2 separate regions of the Canis lupus genome follow, and region 1 is linked to region 2. A link is a contact called in public Hi-C data. All regions are on one chromosome and are shown on one strand. Each heading gives the region's core, a stretch centred on a gene start, on an enhancer-like site or on the middle of the called end of the contact. The rest is flanking DNA. Distances are from core to core; before and after follow the strand shown.

Region 1 (5,020 bases), core at 861-3,360, 270 kb before region 2:
TCCGTCTATGTTCATGAGCCTCATTGACCTAAACTTTTCCTTTTTTATATTCTCCTGGCCCAGATTTGATAGTAGAGTTTTGCAAGTTTTTATAAAATGCTTCAGATATTTTTCCATCTTTCCTATGTCCTGGAATCACAAGTATAACATTATATGCTCTTTGAACCTTGGTAGAACTCATCCCTAGTGATTGTTTTTCCAATTAATAGTTAATTATGTAATCAAAGTCCTCCATACCCCCACTTATTTTTAAAATCTGAGATACCTATTTCCGGGATAGTTATATATTTGTATCTTCTGCTTCTATTACAAATTGTCAAAAATTTCCCATAATTCTAATATTTAGTCTTAGCTATGTTCTTAGAGTGACAGGAGTTCGGGTGTATATTTGTAGAATTTATCCTTTATTAATATAAAATCCAGGGATCCCTGGGTGGCTCAGCAGTTTGGCGCCTGTCTTTGGCCTAGGGCACGATCCCAGAGTCCAGAGGAGTCCCGTGTCGGGCTCCCTGCATGGAGCCTGCTTCTCCCCCCTCCTGTGTCTCTGCCTCTCTCTTTCTCTATGTCTATCACGAATAAATAAATAAGTAAATCTTTTATATATATATATAAAATCCTTTTTTCTTTTGATTTTCTTTTCAATTATATTAACATTGCTATATCCATCTTTTAACCTAGTATTTTCAGGCTTTCTGTGTCATTGGAGCTTGCTTGCAATCAAGTTATAGCTGGATTTTGTTTTTAATCCAGTGTGTCTTTTAATTTACGACTAAAATTAACCCATTTATATTTATTGTAAATATTGATGTTTGGACTTACTTCTCTCGTCTTATTTTTTTCTATTTACTGTACTTCCATCTTGTTTCCTTTTCTCTTTTTGCTCTCATTTCTGACTTTTTTTGGACTGGATAGGTTTTCTTTGTTCCATTTCCCCCCCTTCCTAATAGTCTGTGAATTATAAATCCAATTTAATTCTACAATTTGTATTTAGACTTAAAAATGTATTGAATGTCATATAGTCAGAACATATATGTTAAAGGTCAATACCCGGAATTAGCCTGCTTCTATAACCCCTTGAAAACCTTTCTGAACTTCTTCTGATTCCCAGTTTCACACTTGTAAAGCTGGGACCTTGAGTTATTCACTTAATTTTCATTTATCTTAAGGATTAAATGTGATGCCATGTCAAGCTCTAGCCTTTATTAAACAAGGGGCCTCCAATTCCTTCATTCTCTTTCTTCTTCATTCAGCCAAAAAACTTCGGGTCCAATAGACACAATCACCTTTTTTCTCCTTTGTCCTTCAAAGTCACCTCTTCCTATTTCTTGCATCATTATGGCCTTCATCTAGTCCTTCAATTTCTATATAAGACTCATAATATCTTCTCTTCCCTTTACCTAAAAAAAAAAAAAATCCCATTCTGCATTGTACTGAATGGCCTCTCTTGCTCTAGATTCGATGAACGTCATTTCCCAATGACTCCATGCCTTTCTTCATTTTCCCTTCAAAATGGCGGACTTCAGACGTTCCACGAATAACACCACGTGCGCCTGCGCCTCCCGCGGCCATTTCGCCCAGCAGCCCAAACTCCAGCCTGTGCTTCGCGAAGCGCCTGCGCAAGAGCCTCCGGAGCCCGGTGGCTCCGCCCCCTAGCTGAGTACGCCTGAAACCGCACGTTCCCGTCCCTTCCCTCCCCCGCTGACTCTGCACCGCCCTCACCCCTTTCCTGTGAGATTCTTCCGCCAAGTGGAAAGCCCATCTTCCGTCGACAGCCTACGCAACTGAAGAGCAATCCAATAGGCACATACAGCTCTGGGGCCCGTCATTCAGTCTTATCTATGCACCCCTGCAGTTTTCCTCTGGGCCCTAAAGTTGATAAGCGATTTCGCGGGACTCTTTTGCATACCGCAGGCAACAAATGGAAAGAATGGCTACGGCGGAGGGATCTCTCGCTTACGCTCTGTGTACTTTAACCTAATGGGGGTCGTCCGGGAGTCGGAAGGGGGAGGGGAGAGGGAGGAGGCAGCCAAGGAATTGTTTTTTTCTCTCGCCCCGCCTGCGCCAGGCCGGCCAATGGCGACGGGTTGTTTACCCAGGAGCCTCGCCCAGCTTCCTGGCCTGGGCCAATGAGCGGCGGAAGCGGCTCCGAGGGGGCGGGCCCGAGAGGCTGTGCGTGTCTTGTGAGAGCTCTTGAACCAAGTCAGAGCTAGAGCTGGGCGGCTGGAAACGGCGGCCGCCGCCGGTGACTCAGGGAGGCAGGAGGCGGGGTAAGAGCGCCGCGGCCTCGGCTGAGGGGAGAGGAGGAAGAAAGATGAAGGCGCCGATCCCGCGGCCCCGCCGCCCCCGCGCCGCGGCGCAGGCCGGGGCGACGGACGCCCGGGGGTCGGCGGCCGGGAGAGCGCCGTGTCGGGGCGGGGCGGGGCGGCGGGGCAAGTGCGGAACCGCGGGCCGGCCCCTCCCGTGGGGCCGCCCGGGGCGGGGACGCGGCCGCCCCAGACGGGGCCCTCGCTTCGGGCCTTTTCTTTCCCGGAGCGGGGGAGCGGGGGGGCGGGGGGGCAACACTTTAAAATCCACTTCGGCTGCAGATAATTCTCCCCTCACGCCCTCCTCGTTTAGGTTTAAGGTTTTGGAAAAGCGAAAGTTGGGAGAACGAGGGTCACGCGGCGGTTGGGCCCGTGTTTGCGGTGGGGGAGGGATCCGGGGGGCGGGGGAGGACGCCAGTGTGGAGATCGGGTGTTGGGTCCTCCCTCGCACCGGCCGCCGCCGCCGCCGCCGCCGCGGGTCTCGTCAGCCGAGCGGATTGGGACCCATCCGTCCGCCCCTCCGCCGCCGCTTCCCCCGCGTCCTCTTTTCCCGACCCCCTCCCACCGGCAGCCCCCACCGCATTTTGTTTTTGTATTTTTGCAGGGAGGAGCCCTTCCTGCAGGCGTGGAAACCATGGTGCTCACGCTCGGAGAAAGTTGGCCAGTATTGGTGGGGAAGCGATTCCTCAGTCTGTCCGCAGCCGACGGCGGCGACGGCGGCCACGACAGCTGGGACGTGGAGCGCGTCGCCGAGTGGCCCTGGGTCTCGGGGACCATTCGAGCCGTCTCCCACACCGACGTTACCAAGAAGGACCTGAAGGTAAAATCAGCTCCCGGGCCTCAGCTGTCGGACGTTTTGTAGTTACCTTGGTAACGAGACAGCCAGCGGGGGGCCCCCCCCTCCCCTTTTCTGAAAGGGCGAGATCAGAAAGTTGGCATCTGATCTGAAGGTGCAGAAAACGAGACCTTGAAAGTCTTTGAAATGGTTGTGTAGAACCGAGGTGTGTTTGGCCTACAGTTGCCTGTGTTTAATGACGGCCTTGGGGTTGCTCAGACACGCTTCGCTGTTGCCCGCTCTGTGCCCTAATAGGACTGTATGGTTACTCCTCCGAAGGGGGAGTATCGTGAATATTAAGATTGGTCAGGTACCCAGATGATGTGAGGAATCATTAAGAATTGATGGCTAGCGCTTTCGGGTGGTTGGTTGGTTTGTTTGTTCCTCCTAATTTCTTGGGCCAACTTGTTAAACTTTCAGACTTGTTGGAAATGAAGTGAATGAAGAGGGAGGAGCTTAGTTCTGTTTGGCATGTTAGGGTGGGTACTTGTCCGTATATGGTGGGTCACGGTGGAAGTGGGTTCCAGGTCTTTTCTGTGAGGAGTCCGTAGGTAGGTGTGGGCTTTGACCATATATGGAGGGCAGGGGTGGAGCCGACCCTTATATGGTGTGTTAGAGGAATGGCTCTGAAATATATTCCACTTTGGTGTTTGGGTGGAGAGAGAGAAACTAGTACAAGTGTGGACAGTGATTTTTAATCAAAACGACACTCAGAACCTTTTTCAGTTACATCTTTTCAAAAAGAGGTGGAATTCTAATTGTACTGTCTAATAGAAAATTTTTGGTGGCAAAGGATTGTCTGGGAACAACCAGTAAGGAAGCTGTTCTACCAACAAAGACTCCTTTGTGCAAAAATAACTGGAGAAAGGTCCCTAACAAAGACTCCAAAGTGGGGATAACTTGAAGGAAGCCTGTTAGAACAGAAGAGATTTCCACCCTGGGTAGTGGATATGTTTCAGCATCTTCACTTGGTCATTACTGCTTTTTCTTGAAAACTATATTCAGATTGGGAGGAAGTTTTAGCATTGGCAGTTGAATACATGTTGATTTCTGACACATCATTTGAACACTTGAAGGTGACAGTACATGGCCAAAACCAGGTTTAGTCTGCAAAGGATTGTTGGAAAAGAATATGTGTTCATACATTTTTAAAGTTTTCAGCTTGTGTTGTCTTCATATTGAAAAGGAGTGACTGTTGAGCACTTATCCATATGCCAGGCATCATACTGAACACTTCATAGCCATGATCTTATTAATCCTTACAGCAACTCTTCGGGAGTAGGTACTAATATTGCTGCATTTTACAGACAAAAATATCTGGCTTGGGGAGATTAAGTATCTTACCAAGGTGACATACCTAGAAATTGGCATAGCCTGTGTTCTCACCCAGGAGTTTTGATACCACCATCTTTACCAGTATGCTCCCTGTGCCACAAAAGAACTCCTGTCATACACTGTGAAGTTTGGTTTTTCTCCTTTTCATTCTTCCCAGCAAATGGAGTTTTGTGGGCGAACCTATTTGCTTTAGGCTAATAATCTTTCTCCATAAAGTGGGCTTTGTGTACCAGATTTCAATCATAGTTGTTGTGGTTTATTTCACCTGCCAAGTAAAAATTTTTCTAGTGCATTTGTTTTTATCTGATTTGAATGGAAACAAGATTTGAGTCTTTAGTTCTTTGGCAGATGATGACAGACTAGGTGTTCTCTTCCCCAACAGGACCTAATTATAGACCTGTTGGATTAAGAAGGCAATCTAGGAGGTCCTTTTTGTGTATTCTTTTTAATTTCCACTTTTCTGCCACCCTCAGTATTTGAGGTGGTGGTAATAACTCCCATTTGCAGAATGAGAAAAATAGATTTGGGAAAAAGAGTCTTGCCCAGA
Region 2 (5,054 bases), core at 1,748-4,247:
AGATAGATTACCTCATTTAATTACTGTAACAACCTTTTGAGGAGAATAAAGATTCATTTGGTGGCACTGTAGGGGTAAGAGAAGCAATTATCTTAGAAATATCTCAAAGCTACAAATGATGAGGATGCAGAAGTAAAAAGCCACATTAGGACATTAGGAAATTAGACTCAATAGAACTTGATGTTTGACTACATGTGGAAGATGAATAAAAAAGGGAGAAGATAATCTGTATCCCTAGGGATACTGATGAGGACAAAATCCTGAGGAACATCAATATTCTGGGAGTGAATGAAGGCAGTTGAATTAGCAAAAGGATCTTGGGAAGGATGGAGATGGGTAGCAATGTAAACAAGTTAGTGGAGTCGAGGCATTTGATAAAGGGTTGAGAGTCCTGCAGGTAAGTTAAAGATGAGGATGGAGGGATACCCAACTTTAGTCGGTGGGGCAAGAGACTCTTGATCTTGGGGTTGAGTTCAAGCCCCATGTTGGGTATAGAAGTTACTCAACAAAAGATAAGGATGGAGAAGTGGTAGCTGTAGCTAGGAGTTAAGGTAATGCTGACAAACATAAGGTAATGCTGACAAAAAACAGAGGAGTCAAAGGGAATAAAGTTGATTTTTTAAAGAAATAATGCACTTTTTTTAGTATGTTGCCTTGGAGGTAATGAGTCCTCTGGATGATGCTGTCTTGGTGGTTGGAGGGAATGTGAAGCTAGAGTTTATGAGGCAGATTATGGCTGGAGAGGGGAAATTGTAATGTGTTGTCCCAGGACAGCAGGTAAAGGAAAAAGAGGTTGAGGATAAAACCTGAGGCAAATACCCACCCACATAGACGGCTAAATGAGCCAGAAAGGGAGAAGGTGTGACTGAATTATTTTACCAGGGCAATGTCAAGGGAGAATTTTACAGGTGAGAGTAAGTCAGAATTTTCTTGTGTAGCGGTGAGCTCGAGGAAAAAAAAAATACTGAGAAAAGAGAGAGCTTATCAAGGAGGTCAGGGAGGAAAAAGTGAAAAGGTTTGTCTGGGCAGTTTAGCAGTGAAGAGTAGAGGAAAAGGAAAGCATTTGAGAAGGGATAAACAAAAACCATCTCTCTCCCAATTCCCCAGGTAGGTCAGTTCCATTCAGTCTCAAAGCAGAAAGGAAGAACCTAGTATATAGGAGGGGAAGGAGGTCTGGAGGAAGGTGAGATGAAGCCAGCAAGTCGAGGCTGGCAACTTAGAAGGTAGAAAAAACTCTCATTCCTTCAAATACTTGACAACAGTTCACAACGGATGGTACAAATACTCTGAGAAGAATGGCAGAGGATGCTGGAGCTGGATGTTTATCTTCTCAGTGAAACAGCAATCGGGACCATCTGCCAAGAAAGAGGAGAAAGAAAATTGGTTTGGTGGAGAGGGGAAAAGAGATTTATAACAGCAATAGCTAGGGCCACTCTTGAAAATCACCAAGAAATGAATAAATTGACTCGAGACTAGATCAACATGATTCCATTTTAGGTTGCCATCTCAGATTTACTTCTGGGAACAGGCAATACTAACCACCACCATTTCTCCTATGGCTATTCCTTGCTTACTATTAATGTTTACATATGATATCTCACTTAATTTCCCAAGAATCCCATGCTGCACTATTAACTGCAGTTATTTCCAAGTTATAAAAAAGGAAATTGAGACTCAACAAGATTTCGCCTTAATTACAAAAAAAAAAAAAAAAAAAAAAAAAGCCCACTATGTTGCTAGGCACCACTTTCGGGCACAGATAAAGATGGGGAAGGGGCTTGCCTTTATGGGGATTTACTGAAGAAGGGCTGGCGGAAAAGGAAACGAAAAATCGAACCCGGTTATTTCAGCTTTTAACAAATGGTGTGAAAGAAAACTGGTGATACGGCTGATATATATACACAAAAAAATATGACACAACACTGGAGGAGTGCAGGAAGGTGGAGCGGTGTACCTATCAGGGTGGTCAGGGGAGGGTCCTCTGAGCGGACAAGTGAACTGAGACAAGGATGAGAAAGGTGTCCGCGTTTTCCAGGCCAACGAGGAGCTAAGCGCAGAGGCCCCGAGGTGATTAACTAATGCGGCTTTCCGAGGAAAGCTAACAACGCCACTGGAGCCTAGTGCGCGAGGGGATACAGGCCGAGGCTGGAGACCCCGCGGCGGTCGGGGAAGGATTGACGCCAAGGAGGAGGTGACTCAGTTCGTATGGATGGAATAAGGCGCCAGAGAGCAGGGGCCAGGCGGGGCCGCCCTCCCGCGCGGCTTTCCACTGCGTGGAGCTGCCCGCACACCGTGCGGCGCGCCGGCTACCGGCTGGGAGAGTCCAAGCCCTGGGGCCGAGGCGCCGAGGCCGACAGCGGGGTGGGCAGCGCGACCTCCCCGCGGCACCAGCGTCGCAGCAGCTCCGACGGCCCCGCTGGGCCCTTCCCCGCGCCCGCCCCGCGCGGCTACCGAGCAGCCCTCCTCGGCCGTGCTCCGGCATCACCCCCGCCCCGCCGGGCTCCGTTTTCCGTCCGACGAGTCCCGTCTTCCCAAACTTCGGAATAACAGTAGTCCCAGGAGTGCGGGTGAGAGGACACAGATGATGACCGGGGCGAACTCCTTTCGAAAACAGACCTTCCCCTCTGTCTCGTTCTCCCTCCTGGCTTTCCCGAAATAACTTGCTTCCCAGTACGCACCCCAAGTCACCCCCCTCCAACAGCGAGACCGTTGGTTCGGCCCCTAGGCTACGATTGGCTGAGGGTTTACGCCTCAGCCAGGGATTGGAGGACGTTGGTCCCTTACGTACCGCCCGCGCCCATTGGTTCTTTTTCCCCGTTTCTGGGCGGAGTGGTTAGGGACGGTTTCCACCCTCTTGTTTACGGAGAGCGCAGTTGTAGCGCTCTGCGAGCGCCGGGGCTGTCTCCAAAGTTCCCTTTTGAGCTCCTCGGGCCAATTGGGTTCTTGCTCCACCCTCGCCCTCTCCCTCGCACGCATCCCGCGTGGTACTGCCCACACCTTTAGAGCGGCGGCGTGAGCGGACGGCCGTCGCGTCCTCCGCCCGCGAACGCTAGGCGGCTCCCCCTCGAGGGTGCGCTTGGTACGGCCCGCGCCGCCTCTTTCCCTTGCTGGGGTGGCTGCTCCCCCCACCCCTCGGGTCGGCGGCGCTTGGTGCCGCCCGGGAGAACCAGGTCATCGGTCGGTTCCCGTGAAAACAAAAACAATCGGCGGCGCCGCCGCGGGCAGCCGAACGCGGCGGGCGAGGACCAGGGTCGCGGGGCCGGGTGCGGAGAGCGAGCGGGATCGGCGGCGAGGCTCCGGGGGCGGGGGGAGGGGGCATGGGGCAGGCGGGCACGGGCTGCACCGGGCTCCCCCGGCGCCGCGGCTAGCGCACCCGCTGCCTCGGTCGCCGCCGCCGCCGCCGCCCGCGCCGCCCGCCTGGGGGACGAGGAGCAGGACGCGGCCTCGGCCGGGCCCGGGCCGAACGGCTGCGGACACCCGGGCGCCGGGGAGCCGAGCGCCGCCGCCGCCGCCGCCTCCGGGATGGATCAATGCGTGACGGTGGAGCGCGAGCTGGAGAAGGTGCTGCACAAGTTCTCGGGCTACGGGCAGCTGTGCGAGCGCGGCCTGGAGGAGCTTATCGACTACACGGGCGGCCTCAAGCACGAGATCCTGCAGAGCCACGGTAGGGCGGCCCGGGTGGGCGCGCGGGGCAGGGCCCGGCCCCTCGGGCCCCGGCGGGCCAGGAGGGATGCCCCTGCCTCCCCCGAGACGCGGAGACCCCTCACCCCACCCCGCGCCCCTGCCCCTGTGACTGTTCCTTCTCCCGATTTGCCTCGAACCTGCCCCGACCTCGTTGTCAATAAAGAGTGAGCGCCCTCCACCCGGAAACCCAGCCCGGAACGGGGTCCAGCCGGCTTAGACGTGTGTGGGGGCTGGTCCGTGGCCCTTGCAAACTGCCACCGTCCCGGGGTGGGCGGCCCTCGCCCCCGCCCGGGCCGGGCGCGCTCAGGTCCCCGCGGTCGAAGGTGCGCTAAGTGCGTTGGACCCAAGGCTCTGGTTGATAAGAGGGTCAGTGCCGGAAGCCCCTTCTTCTGCCCCAGATCCTTGGTCCGGGGACTTACTTTCCAAGTCTTTTTTTTTTTTTTTTTTTTTTTTACCCCTTCTTCTTCTTCTTTCCGTTCTTTTTTTAAATTAGAAAGTCGAGTGTTATTCTTAGCTGTGGGTTAACAGAACAGCCGTTGCTGCAACTTCACGATTTGACTCTTGTGTGGAAGCAGCTCTTAGCTCCGCAGCAGCACAGACAGGATTCCTAGGAAACGAGCCGAATCGAACTGTTCAGCTCTCCTAATGTAGCCTGAGGAAGAACAGGCAACTTTCCTGAAGCAAATTGTGGCGCAAGTTGTGAGATACTTGCCTTACCTGGTCAAGTTTTTACTTGTTTTCCTTTTAGAAAACACGATTTTCTGTAGAAGGTGGTCTGCCTAGATTATTTCTTTATTGCTCTAGGACCTGGGGGCAGATACTTTGCGGAAGTTAACTTGTGGAAGCTGGTTGGGGAGGGTTTTTGGTTTGGGTTTTTGTTTTTTTTTTTTTTAAGTAACATTAAAGGTCTGGTATCCTTAGAGTAACATATTCATAGTGGTGTTCCTCCTGCTCAAGAAATGAAGGACTTTATTTAATGGGTTCATTCAAGAGTTTGGAGGAGCCTTCTCAACTCCTAGCTGAACAGCAATTTATGGAAAGTTTGGTAGCTGGGATGAAATGCTGTTACATAGGGTGAGGTGAAGACAGTGGTGCAGCTGAGCCTCTCCCCTCCTTTCCTCTCCTACGTCTTTCTTTCTAGACTCCTTTCAGTGGAGGGGAAGTGCTAGCCCATAATAAAGGAGTCTGAAAACCTCTTATTCTGAACATGGCAGTCACTTTTGAAGTCCAGATAAGAAGTGAGCCTGCAACCGTAGTGGGAATGGGAGTTAAAATATTAATATGGAAAAATAAGCAGACCAGTTGGCTGCCTGTGAAGGGAAGCCGAGGTGGAGTTGGCTGCCTGTGAAGGGGAAGCCGAGGTGGAGTTG

The links. A called contact is a pair of places that touch in the nucleus more often than the background predicts.
Region 1: a contact with region 2 is called in a Hi-C map of blood, with 2.0 times the contacts expected there. The contact joins the promoter of KDM3A here to the promoter of RMND5A in region 2. A contact is called at or near these places in 2 of 9 Hi-C or Micro-C datasets (both in blood).

The regions. Positions count from the first base shown.
Region 1 is chr17:39,025,077-39,030,096 of UU_Cfam_GSD_1.0, reverse strand. It overlaps KDM3A (lysine-specific demethylase 3A), which reads left to right and starts at 2,110. Exons shown (of 26, transcript XM_038561530.1): 1 at 2,110-2,267; 2 at 2,908-3,123. The coding sequence starts at 2,938. MIR8843 (microRNA mir-8843) reads left to right here and starts at 1,955; the gene lies at 1,955-2,099. It overlaps LOC119869714 (a long non-coding RNA gene), which reads right to left and starts at 2,270. Exons shown (of 2, transcript XR_005372459.1): 1 at 1,720-2,270; 2 at 1,292-1,397.
Region 2 is chr17:38,753,883-38,758,936 of UU_Cfam_GSD_1.0, reverse strand. RMND5A (E3 ubiquitin-protein transferase RMND5A) reads left to right here and starts at 2,997. Exons shown (of 9, transcript XM_038561523.1): 1 at 2,997-3,664. The coding sequence starts at 3,523.